Linked DNA regions of Mus musculus: region 2 is linked to region 1. The links are chromatin contacts, called in public HiChIP or PLAC-seq maps. All regions are on one chromosome and are shown on one strand. The core of a region is the stretch at or near the end of the contact, and the rest is flanking DNA. Distances in the headings are between cores, read along the strand shown. Region 1 has its middle 34 kb from the start of Stmn4. Region 2 has its middle 110 kb from the start of Gm5464.

What was found. HiChIP or PLAC-seq counts read pairs in DNA pulled down with a chosen protein or histone mark.
Region 2: a contact with region 1 is called in an H3K27ac HiChIP or PLAC-seq map of embryonic stem cells, with 6 times the contacts expected there. The contact joins two enhancer-like sites. A contact is called at or near these places in 16 of 484 Hi-C or Micro-C datasets (the CH12 cell line, the Patski cell line, the STO cell line and 12 more) and 13 of 115 datasets of contacts at active chromatin or transcription factors (SST interneurons, acute myeloid leukemia, embryonic basal ganglia and 3 more).

What each region holds. Positions count from the first base shown.
Region 1 is chr14:66,374,953-66,380,764 of GRCm38.p6, forward strand. No RefSeq gene overlaps it. Among named protein-coding and RNA genes, the nearest start is that of Stmn4, 34 kb to the left of the region's middle. Within about 2 kb of position 4,314, at least 57 of the 459 cell types and tissues checked have an H3K27ac peak or open chromatin away from gene starts, as enhancers often do. A contact at or near this core is called in embryonic stem cells, where this site is marked.
Region 2 is chr14:66,759,587-66,765,133 of GRCm38.p6, forward strand. It overlaps a transcript of Adra1a not described here. Among named protein-coding and RNA genes, the nearest start is that of Gm5464, 110 kb to the right of the region's middle. Within about 2 kb of position 4,170, at least 16 of the 459 cell types and tissues checked have an H3K27ac peak or open chromatin away from gene starts, as enhancers often do. A contact at or near this core is called in embryonic stem cells, where this site is marked.

The sequences.
Region 1 (5,812 bases), core at 3,064-5,563:
CCAATATCCATTCCTTACCCATTTCTGTGTCTCACCCAACATCTTTGTGACTAATGTATAAAACCTTTGCAAGGTATTAGAACTGTCACGTGTGTGCTAGGAATTGAACTCAGGACCTCTGGAAGAGCAGTCAGTGCTCTTAACCACTGAGCCATCTCTCCAGTACCCCAAATATACTAACTTCAGACCACCAAAGACATGCCTGCGTTGCGTTAACCCATCCACCTAATGTTTCCACCAATGTGTTCGAAAAGTACCTCAATATGCGACTTTCACAGTCCTGATACCTTAAAACTTCATAAAGCTCTTACCACATTGGAATATTGAATTTGAGGTCTCCCACATCTCTGTACCTGGGGCTGTGATCACTCACATTTGGCTCCAGAATGAACTATCTCTTGTTCTGTTGAGAGTTGTATTTGTATGCTGACTCGGACAGTCATCATGGTCAGCCAAGAGCTTGGTGGCAGTTGCTCCACTTGTCTTTCTTATCTTCCCGAGGCTAGGGCAGGTCAAATGGTTCCAACAGACCTTTCTGGTAGATTCCAGGGTCCCAAGCAGCAGCATCAGGAGGACTCTAAGTTCTTCCAGAGATGCAGGCTCATTTGTGTTCACCACTGTCCTGTTTAAAATAGTCAGGACATAGAGCCAGCCTAGACGCCCATCAGGAGAGGAGCAGATGATGAAAATATGGTTCATACATAATGGAATTTTATTAGGTCTTAAAGAAAGGCAAAAGCATGGCACTTGCTGGAAATGGATGAAGCTATAAATTATTATCGTAAGCAGAGGAACATCGCAGACCCAGAGAACCAAAGATTGCATGCTTTCTCTCATCATTTTTATGTGTGTGTCTCAGCGTAAGGGTGTGTGTATGGGTCATGGAACTAGAATGGGACCCACGAGAGGGGAAAAGATATTAAGGGAGGTTGAGAGAAGAGGAAGAAAGAGGATTACAGAACAAGACATGAAAGATGAGGGGACTGAGAAGGAGGTGGAGAGGAGAGAGAGATGGGGGAGGAGGAGGAGGGAGTAAGGGAGTCAGAGAAGGGGTGAGAGTGTGGAGGAGGGGGTGGGAAATGGGGCAGGGGAGGAGACAGGGACAAGGATTCACACATCAAAGTATGTCTGAGGATCCCATAGTGAGACCAATCACTTCGTATACTAACAAAACAAAACAAAACAAAACAACAAACAGATAAAATATAGTCAAACTAATGAAAAAGGCAAATAAAGGCCCTATCTCCTTCCCACGAGAAACTTCAAGGGCTGTGGCCTTTTCCCTACTGGAGCTCAGCTTCACTGGGACTGAATGATTGGCCTGAGTGCTCTCATTTTAAGAAAGGTCAAACCTCCTGGAGTTATAGTAACAAATGAAACAAACCAAACAACACACCATAAACAAGGGAAAGGCCTCAGGCAGCCCTCTGGGGACACCAACCTTTAAAACCAGCACAGGATCTGTGGGAGGAAATGTTGCTGAGGCACACAGTGGATGGATCAGGAGGATTTGCCTCTGGGGTTACTCTAGGGTTCTTTTTTCCTTGTGGGTGTTCCCCTTGCACTTTCTGTCACCTAGGCTGTGTGCATCACTGGGTGGCGGAGCGCATCGCTGTTGTATGTCTTGGAGCCGATGGTTCTTCAGACATTCTAGGGCACTGAAAGGGTTAAAGGAGAATTTTCCACCTCGGGGCACAGAAACTATTTGTGTTCAAAGATGTGTAAACACACGGGAAAAACCTGCACAGAGGCCTGCTAACTCCCCACTCCCCCCCCCCCCCGTGTGTGTGTGTGTGTGTGTGTGTGTGTGTGTATGTGATCTCAGAAGCCTAAGGCAGCCATGTGCCTTTGTGATCTCAGCATCCAGAAGACTGGGGCAGAGGTTCACAAGTTCTAGGTCAGCCACGGGGACAGACTGAGACCTTGTCCCTCTAAACCCCAACCCCCCCCCCCCCCGCCCAAACCAATAAGAATCGTGAAAAAAGATCAAAGCACCAAATAATGGCTCTCATTACACTTAGTTGCACAGGCAGGTGGGCTACTCTGAGAGAAATGGTAATTTTCATATAAAAGGAAAAGAAAACCAATGTCAATAGATTCTGCGGTGGAAATTCAAGAAGCCATGAAGCAAATCAAAGACAAGGGTAACAAGAACTAAGACACAATGTGGGCTGAGAGGAGGAAGAAAGAAACACAGAAATACTGACATTAGAGAATGCTGCACATCAGAATTCTGACATGCATAGGAATCAACATAGAAAAAACCAATTTTAACCATTGTGTAATACAAATTCAGAAATGTTTTTACTACAGAGGAAACAGGAGAAAGAATAATAACAAAATAAAGAGAACATATGTTAATAGTATCATTTTTCGATAGATGATAGGACTTTATCCTAAGCGAATAAGCATCCAGGGGAATTTATGGGCATTCCTCCCCACCACCCCAGGGCTCCGATTTTTAATTTCCCTAAGCTGGTCTGTGACAGTCTGGTGTATCTTCATATCTGATAATCACACTTAGCAGTTTTCTAGACACATTTTGCCATTTAAGTTTATGCAGTAGGGTCTTGCTACATCTCACAGGCTTATCTGCATCTCACTCATCAGGTGGCTTTCAATGCCAGTTCCTCCCTGTCTCAGCCTCTCAAGTGCAGGGGTTGCAGGTGAGGGTCTCCCCAGCTTCTACACTGCCATCTTAAAGCAAGTTGACAGTATTTAATGCACTTAAAGCAGGTCTCTGCTAGGAGTTCACACGGACTCCAATACATTTCTTAATATCAAACACATGTGTTTTCACATTCAAATTTTTATGTTCCCATCTCAGCTTTCTATCATGCTTTGAAGATTTGTCACTGTTTCCAGGACCCTTACTTTTATTAAGATAAGAACGGAAGTTTATTTTTGTAAAAATTACACACAGTCACTTTCCCTCGTGACCCCTCGTTCCCCCAAACCTCCCCCACTCCCTGAACCCCTTTTCTGGAGTTGATGATTGTTCATCTTGCTTTATTTTCTTGGCTTTGACTTTGGACCCCAGAGATCACAGGGAGCTAGCGCAGTACAGGAATATGACCAGCAGGTGGCGTTCGTACTGTTTCTACTACGGGAACCGCCCAGAATTCTCCAGGACAAATTTGCACAAAAGAGGCGACTGCAACCATAGCTGTTACAGTTGGTAATTAGGGATAAGGTTGCCATGGTGACGAGGGGTCTTGGGATGTTTATAGCTTTGCAAGAGCTGATGCCAATGAGCTATCGGATTGCTTCTTCCTTTGATGGTAATGGCAGGCAAACTGAGGTCATGCAAATGCTGTATGGTGCAGCCTGCTTAGGAAGCTATTCTGCTGCTGTTGTTATTTATGGGATAAAAGTATCCTGTTGAGAGAAACACACACACACACACACACACACACACACACAATTTGTATGCATGCACACAAGTGCACCATATTTATCTGACTTGTTTACATTTTCTGTATGTTTTATCTCCATTCCCCACATTTCTCAATGTGGTTTTCATTAAAATTCTCTGAGAAGAAAGGCTCCATTCATCTGACAAGCTCGGGAAATATTGCATGCTCATGCTTTAGAGGTTCACAGTGTACTTGAGCCAGAACGTCTTTGGATGTCCTATTTCACCTCCACACGCTCATTTGCCTCGTAAACCCACTTAAACAGACAATTCATTAACTCTCTCAGCTAATCACTCCTCATCTTCTCCTCAAGACGTTAATAGACATTCATTAAGTGTAGGTTTCCTTGTAGCCTTGCGCTCACATAAGTCTCTCCAGCAAGGCGTGGAGCTCTGATAAGCTAGCCTGTCAAAGGCTGTGTGGCCAAGACTCAATGGTTATTAATGGCTGCCTATGAACTCCTAAGAAATGGTTTCCAATTGAGCTATGTATCCATGGATACCACAGACTGAAATTATTCATTGTTAATGTCTTTATCCATCCATAAATTTTATTGGGTAAATGAGGCCACGCCCCAGACATGGCCCACAGCATTAATAAGTCATTTGTAGGTTAGCATAGTATTATTTTACATCTTGTCACATCGTTTCTGATGCTTTAAATTCAATCTTCTGCTAGTGTATTTTCCCCAGAGAGGCACCTCCTCTCCCATGAATAACCTACTTGTGATTGATCATAAAACAGAACTTATTAAAAGAGATTTTTAAAAACAACAACAAAAAAAAGGACTGAGAATTTGCTCACACATACTGCCTCTCGGGTGGGGGAGGGGAGTCACCCTCCCTGCACTTCATTGTGAAAAGGGAGGTCTGGTCCTCTCAAACTGTGGAAAGAACAATTGCCCTAGTCCACTAGGGCAGTGGCTGCCAACAGCTTTAGGAATGCACCAGTTGACACTCTTGGCTAGGCTGATAATGTTTTAGACCCACTCCAAATGTTGAAGGCGTTTCCTGTGACTTACCCCTCTTTACACTCCGGAAGGCCACTGGATTTTATTGCTAGGGGACCATGAGAGGAGCAGGAACATTTAAAAGACAGGCAACAGTAACCAAGTGTCCAGCTCCTTGTCAGTCACTTTGCTATTTATTGAATCCTTGATTAAGTTTAAGCCTTAAAGCCCACTAGATGGGTTTTACCAGCCCCATTTTACCAAGAAGAGATGAAGGCTGGAGGTGCCTTGCCTCATATGGGACAACTTGTAAAGTATAAATAAGGGGACATTTTTTGACTCTAGGTTTGTCCAAATCCAAAGTCAAACAAAGGCAGCAATATTTGTACAAGAATCAAATTATCCTCAAAAGAAATAAGGAGGAGGAAGAGGAGGAGGAGGAAGAGGAAGAGGAAGAGGGAAGAGGAGGAGGAGGAAGAGGAAGAGGGAAGAGGAAGAGGAGGAGGAGGGAGAGGAAGAGGAGGAGGAGGAGGAAGAGGAAGAGGAGGAGGAAGAAGAGGAGGAGGAGACCTAGGAGGAGAGGATCAGCTTGTTTCTTCCATGGGAGGTACATAATTAGTCAAAAGGGGAGGGTCCCTGGCTCTGGCCAACCCCTACGGTCTTCCACAACAGCCACTGTTCTATTTACCATTTGTGTTAGTTCCCTTTCCCGTTGCTGTGATAAAATACCCCAGCAAAGCAGTTTAAGGAAGTAGGGTCTGTTTTAGCCCTCACCTCCAGATCGTGGCCTATCACTGCAGGGAAGTCTGGAAGGCCGGAACTTGAGTTTGATAGTCACATTAGTAGTCATAGTCCAAAGCAGAGGGGAAGGACCGAAGGCATAGGTGCCACTGCTCAGCACACTTCTTCCTTGCTTACAGTCTCAGATTTCAGTCAGAGAATGGCCCCACCCCCTGTGGGCGTGTCTTCCTGCCCCATGCAATAAAGATAATCTCCATAGCACGCCCATCTTCCAGGTGACTTTAGACTGTCAAATTGACAATAAACACTGCCTGCTGTTGTTCCAAGCGTTTACTCCGTTACCAACTTGTCCCGCTTCTGTTGTGTGGGCTGAACTTGTATTGGCATTTATTCATATTTTTTAAAAACCCCTTCAGTCAATTTTACACTCATGGGTTCCTTTCGATCAAACCTCCAGTTATTTTAAAAGCTGGCAATTGCCGTCTACTTAGGATCTTTTCATTACCCATGACAGTTTGTCTTAGATTTCACTGATAATCAATGAGCTGCTCTTTTAAATACTTAGTGGATCAAATTAACGGCTTTAATTAACAACCTACATGAAAATCAATGACCTCCATATTCAGCTATTCCAAGTTTATCTGACTTGTTAGTCAGTAGGACAACACTTGCTTTTTGTTTTGTAACATGTATATTCCTTTAGATC
Region 2 (5,547 bases), core at 2,920-5,419, 380 kb after region 1:
GACCAATTTGATCTGGACTATGTCTCAACTGAGGCTGTGTGGAGTTAATCGGGACAGTGCTGTGTACTGGTTCTTCTGTCTTTTGCCAAATTCCATGAGACACACATGGTACGAAACATCCCAGGCTATGTTCCATGAAACAATAACAGACCAACTTCTTAAGAAGTTGAAGTTGAAGGGCATAAATCAAATCCCACACTTGACCTTGGACAACCCAAAGCTCCAAACCACGGCAGCCCTCCAAATCTGATTTCGACAGATAAACAAGCAATGAAAACCCCTAAAGCTAAGCAATCATCACCCTGATGATTCCCCCATCACCCACTTCCCTTATAATGAAGGGTCTGGCAGGGAATCTCACGCATAGCATACACCTGGACAGGTCTAGACTGCTGTTGACTTCAAAGGAACAACACTTCAACTGTATAGAAATCTTGAGCACAGTCATTGGTTTGGTCTTCACTGTTGATATGGTTGCTGTGTGCTGGTTCAGACCATTAGTCTGGCTGTTGGCTCAAGATCACAGTAGTAAGCTGATCACTTACTGTGGATCCAAGGGCAGTCAATATATCTTAATTGAGCTCAGCATGTGCTAGACAGAATGAAATGCAACTGAGAAGTGTTTTTGCTTAAGGCAACAGAAGCTACACCTTGCTAACTGGAAATGTTTTAAGAGTACTGTATCAGCAAGCTCACAGAACTGCCAAGAATGTGAAGGATGACAGTAGGGTCTGTCAAAAAGACCCCAGAAGGAACACAGCTGAAGTCACACCACATCCATCAAATGAGGGCACCATTTCTAGATCTGATGGTTGTCTCAGAGGCTTACTCCTGAATAAGCTCACCCTTTCTAGCTCTTTTACCACTTAGGCTAGCAGGTTCAACTCAGCTGTTCAGCTCAAATGCCTCTCCAAAGTGACTGATTCAATCTGGCTTCTCTCGGCTTCCAACTGAATTGCTCTGCTTAATCTCAAACTAACTCAGGCAACTGGTTCTAAACTTCTAATGTGTCTTACTCCCTGGCTTCAACTGCCTCTGCTGATCTGCACTGAACTACATGAACTCAACTCCACTGCACAGAAGTCATGCAACAAAACTGCACCAAATTCCACTCAACTGAACTGACTCTCTCTCCCTGTGCTGCTCTTAAGTAGCTTCTCATTCCTGTCTATCTTGTGAGAGCAGCCTGTCTGTGACTCATTCTGTCAGATCTTCCTCTCCTTTGTCACTTTGTCTGTCCCTCTAGACATCACTTTTAAACATGACTGCTTCCTTCTACAAACCAACTTTACCTACATTGTTTGGGATTAAAGGTGTGTACTAAGGGCATGCCTGTATTCCAGCCACATCATACTGTAATCCAGGGCATGTCTGCATTCTAGATGACCACACAGGTCTTTGGAAGTGATCCCTTGCCAGAGCAGCCATGTTGTTAGATCAAAATTCCTGTCTATCTGATTCCTCTGCTATCACAGCAACTGAACGACCCCCTGTGCGGTGTGCAGGCTCACTCTGCAAATTCACTGTTCCAGGATGACTAAGCTTGGATGACAACTGCATCTGTCAGACTTGAAGACAAGGAGGATTGGTCCTGAAGTTTTCTCTTCCTTTAGTGAGGCCGTGTCCTCTGCCAACACTCATATAATGGGGTTTTCCCCAAAGTAAGGAGGGAATTGATCCAGTTACTGGATAGTAAGATACAATGAGTAGTTCCTGTAAAGGGGAATTTTTAAAAAGCATGATATGAATCTCTCTCTAAAGCAATTTAGCTCAAGTACACATAACAACCAAAAGAATTGCCAGGCTGGAATGTTGATTCTGTTGTTAAGAGCACTTGCTGTAACTGAGAGGCTCTACCCAGCAGCTGACAGAAACAGATGCAGATACCCACAGCCAAACATTAGACAGCGCTCAGGGACTCTTATGGAAGAGTTGGAGGAAGGATCGTAGACTTGAAGGGGGTCGGAACTCCACATAAAAACCAACAGAGTCAACTAACCTGGACCTTTGGGGGCTTTCAGAGACTGAAGCATCAACCAAAGAACATACATGGGATGGACCTAGCACCCCTGCAAACACATATGTAGTAGATATGCAGTTCAGTCTTCATGTGTGTCCTCCAACAACTGGAGCAGAGGGCTATCCCTAAAGCTGTTGCCTCTCTATGGACTACAATCCCCTAACTGGGCTGCTTTGCCTGGCCTCGGTGGGAGAGGATGCGCCTAGCCCTGTAGAGACTTTATATGCTGGTGTGGGAAGATGCCCAGGGGGATGGGTCTCCACCCTAGCAGAGGAGAGGGAGGTAATGGGAGGAGGGATTGTGTGAGGAGGGGACTGGGGGGGATATAAAATGAATTCATACATACATACATACATACATACATACATACATACATACATACATACCCTTGCTGTTCATCCGGAAGACCTGAGTTTCACTCTTCTCACCCACACTGAACAACTCACAACTGCCTGTAACTCCAGCTGGAAGAGGGGTTCTTATGCCCTCTTCTGGCCTCTTCGGTCACTGCACACACACATATGCATAACATTAAAAAAACATGAAATAAATCTTTTTAAAAAGAAGAATTGTAATCTTGTCCTCATAGAATTAGGTAAAAATATTAAACAAATTACAAAATAAGGAACCATTTCTTTTCCTTTATCCTCAACTAAAACGCCATGGTATAGGCTGAACATACCCAAAGGTACTTCTGTCCATCACTTTAATGTTTCAAACATGTGCTCTATGATTCTAAACTGAGCATGCATGTGTGTGTGTGCAAGAATGCACTCATTCCCACATGATCAAGTATGAGGACCAGGATTCACTCCCCACCATCCACTTAGGGAGAAAAAGCATGGTGGTGCCCGTTTGTAATTCCAGTGTTGGGCACAGAGAAAGACAGCAGGATCGCTGGGGCTTGCTAGTCAGCCAGACGGGACAACACAGCCAATTCCAAAGGAATAAAGCCTGAGTATGGCCTCCGTCTTCCACACAAATGCACACACATGGGTGCACATGCGCCTGCAAAAGAGAGGGAGGGAGGGAGGGAGGGAGGGAGGGAGGGAGAGAGAGAGAGAGAGAGAGAGAGAGAGAGAGAGAGAGAGAGAGAGAGAGAGAGAGAGAGATGATAAACTAAGTTCCAAATCCTGTCCATAGCATCAGCTCTATTCCTTCCTGCTCTGGTGTTTTCTGGGTCCTAAGCAATTGTCACCCATGGATATGCAGAGTCACCCATGGATATGCAGAGTCACCCATGGATATGCAGAGTCACCCATGGATATGCAGAGTCACCCATGGATATGCAGAGTCACCCATGGATAAGCAGAGTCACCCATGGATATGCAGAGTCACCCATGGATATGCAGAGTCACCCATGGATATGCAGAGTCACCCATGGATATGCAGAGCTGTAACAGCTCCTGCTTCTTCATATGCTTGGGCTCAGACTCCAGAGAACATCAGCAACACCAAAGGGCAGGCTGCTGAACTGAGCCTAAAACGAAGCAGGAACCATGCTAGAAAAGTTGGAAGCTGAGCCACAGAGAAGGCCTCTGGCTTGGCTGGACCATGTGTCTGGCCCTAGACAATTCCAGTTTCTATCAATCCAGTGTCTACTGATGGTTTATGATGAAAAGTGGGAAAAAAAATCATGGACTCTACGTTTCTGTCCAGAATAAACAGAGAGAGAGAGAGAGAGAGAGAGAGAGAGAGAGAGAGAGAGAGAGAGAGAGAGAGAGAGAGAGAGAGATTGGGGGAGAGAAAGGAGAGGAAGGAAAGGAAAGGAAAGGAAAGGAAAGGAAAGGAAAGGAAAGGAAAGGAAAGGAAAGGAAAGGAAAGGAAAGGAAAGGAAAGGAAAGGAAAGGAAAGGAAAGGAAAGGAAAGGAGAGTTTGGTATCTTAGTGAAGCAACCCGCTCTGACCCCAAATAAACAGACTCAAGACAGGAAGTTAGACCATTCTAGAGTCCTGGAAACCAAAATATTCCTCCCAATTTTTTAGTGGGACAGTGTCCACTCCTGTCCATGAGCTAGCATCCCTGGGGCATGAGGGACACTTCTGCAGCCTCAGGTCTGCAATTGGGCTATTTTTAAGTGATCCCAGAACTGTAGCATAACTACATTTCCAGATGTATTTAACAAACTGGAAAGAGGCAGCTAAATGATATATTGGGGTTTGATTTTCCCATTCCTGGCCCCCTGGAAACACCTGTGAAGGCAGGCTCCTGCTTCCATCAGAGAGCACCACGGTAAAGCTCATCCCCATGAGATGAGCTCTGTTCATGGTCTGTGGGTGTGGGTGCACTCTGGAGACTCCATCCTCCCACCTCACTCATTGCCCTGTGGACGGGGATGTATTCTGGGACCTCCATCCCCAGAGCAGCATTCAAGGCCTGTGGATATAGACTCATTCTGGGGCCTGCAGCACAATGACTCCCCACCAGGTCTCAGTGTTCTCCCTAGTGGGAGGGTCAGGACAGCAAGAGGGCAAAGTCCATTAAGAAGATGAAGAAGGGACACATGAGAGCGGGGAGGACCATCCTGCCTTGGAAGGCAGCTCATAAAGAGGATAAGGAGGCTGACACTTTCCAGACAATTCTTCCCAAATCCTCTGACACAAAGAAATGCTGTAAAGACCCTCAGGGTTTGTCCATGGAGCTTTCTGAGGTTCACCTATGGTGGTCTGGCTCCTGGCACCTTACTCAGTACCTCAGCCTTGAGACAGTCCTAGTTCAGCAATGACTTCCCAATAAAGAGGCTTCTCCTCTGCCTGCAGCCTTGCTTCTGCCTCGGGACATCTGGCAATAATCATTTCACTCATTTGCACTGAATGAATGGTGTCTTATTTCCTCCCTGTGTACAAAGCCTCAAGTATGGCCATTAGAAGCTCTCGTGTGTCATTGGATGTTCTGTTTTGCCAAGAAAGTCTTGTTCCCTGTTTTTAAGCTCTTAGAACAATCCCATTTTAGGATATCTTCTATCTGGGCTGGCTTTTCAACAGTTCGCAACACGTGCTTTTTTAAAAGATGACTTATCCTCAAGTTTCCACATTGGGCGCCTCTCTGGGTCTCCTTTTGGAATGTCCTTGTATCGCTATCCGATGTCCCTTCTCGTTCAGTTGAGAAGGCAGCAGTCCTCATGTCTACTAAGGTATTAACCACAATGATGCCAATGGTCAACTGCAAGGAAAGCTCTGGGGTGTTGGAATTCTTCTGTATCCTGTCTTGTGATGGGTTTCACGAGAGTCTAAAGGGAGGAGGAAATGAGAGAGAGCAATGGCGAGGGAGAATGACAAATCTTGCATGGGTTCTCTTATGTAGAATCCAGGTGTGTGTGTGTGTGTGTGTGTGTGTGTGTGTGTGTGTGTGTGTGTTTAACATGGTTGATATGGTATGGTAATGGTATGAAGTGGAATATCATGGAGTGGCATGGGAGGGGATAAAAGTAGAAGGGGGGGTAATTGTAGGAGAAAAGACCAGCAAGAAAAGGAAGCAGGGAGAGTAACATGTGGAGGGCAAAGATGAGCAAAGTACAGTGACAAACA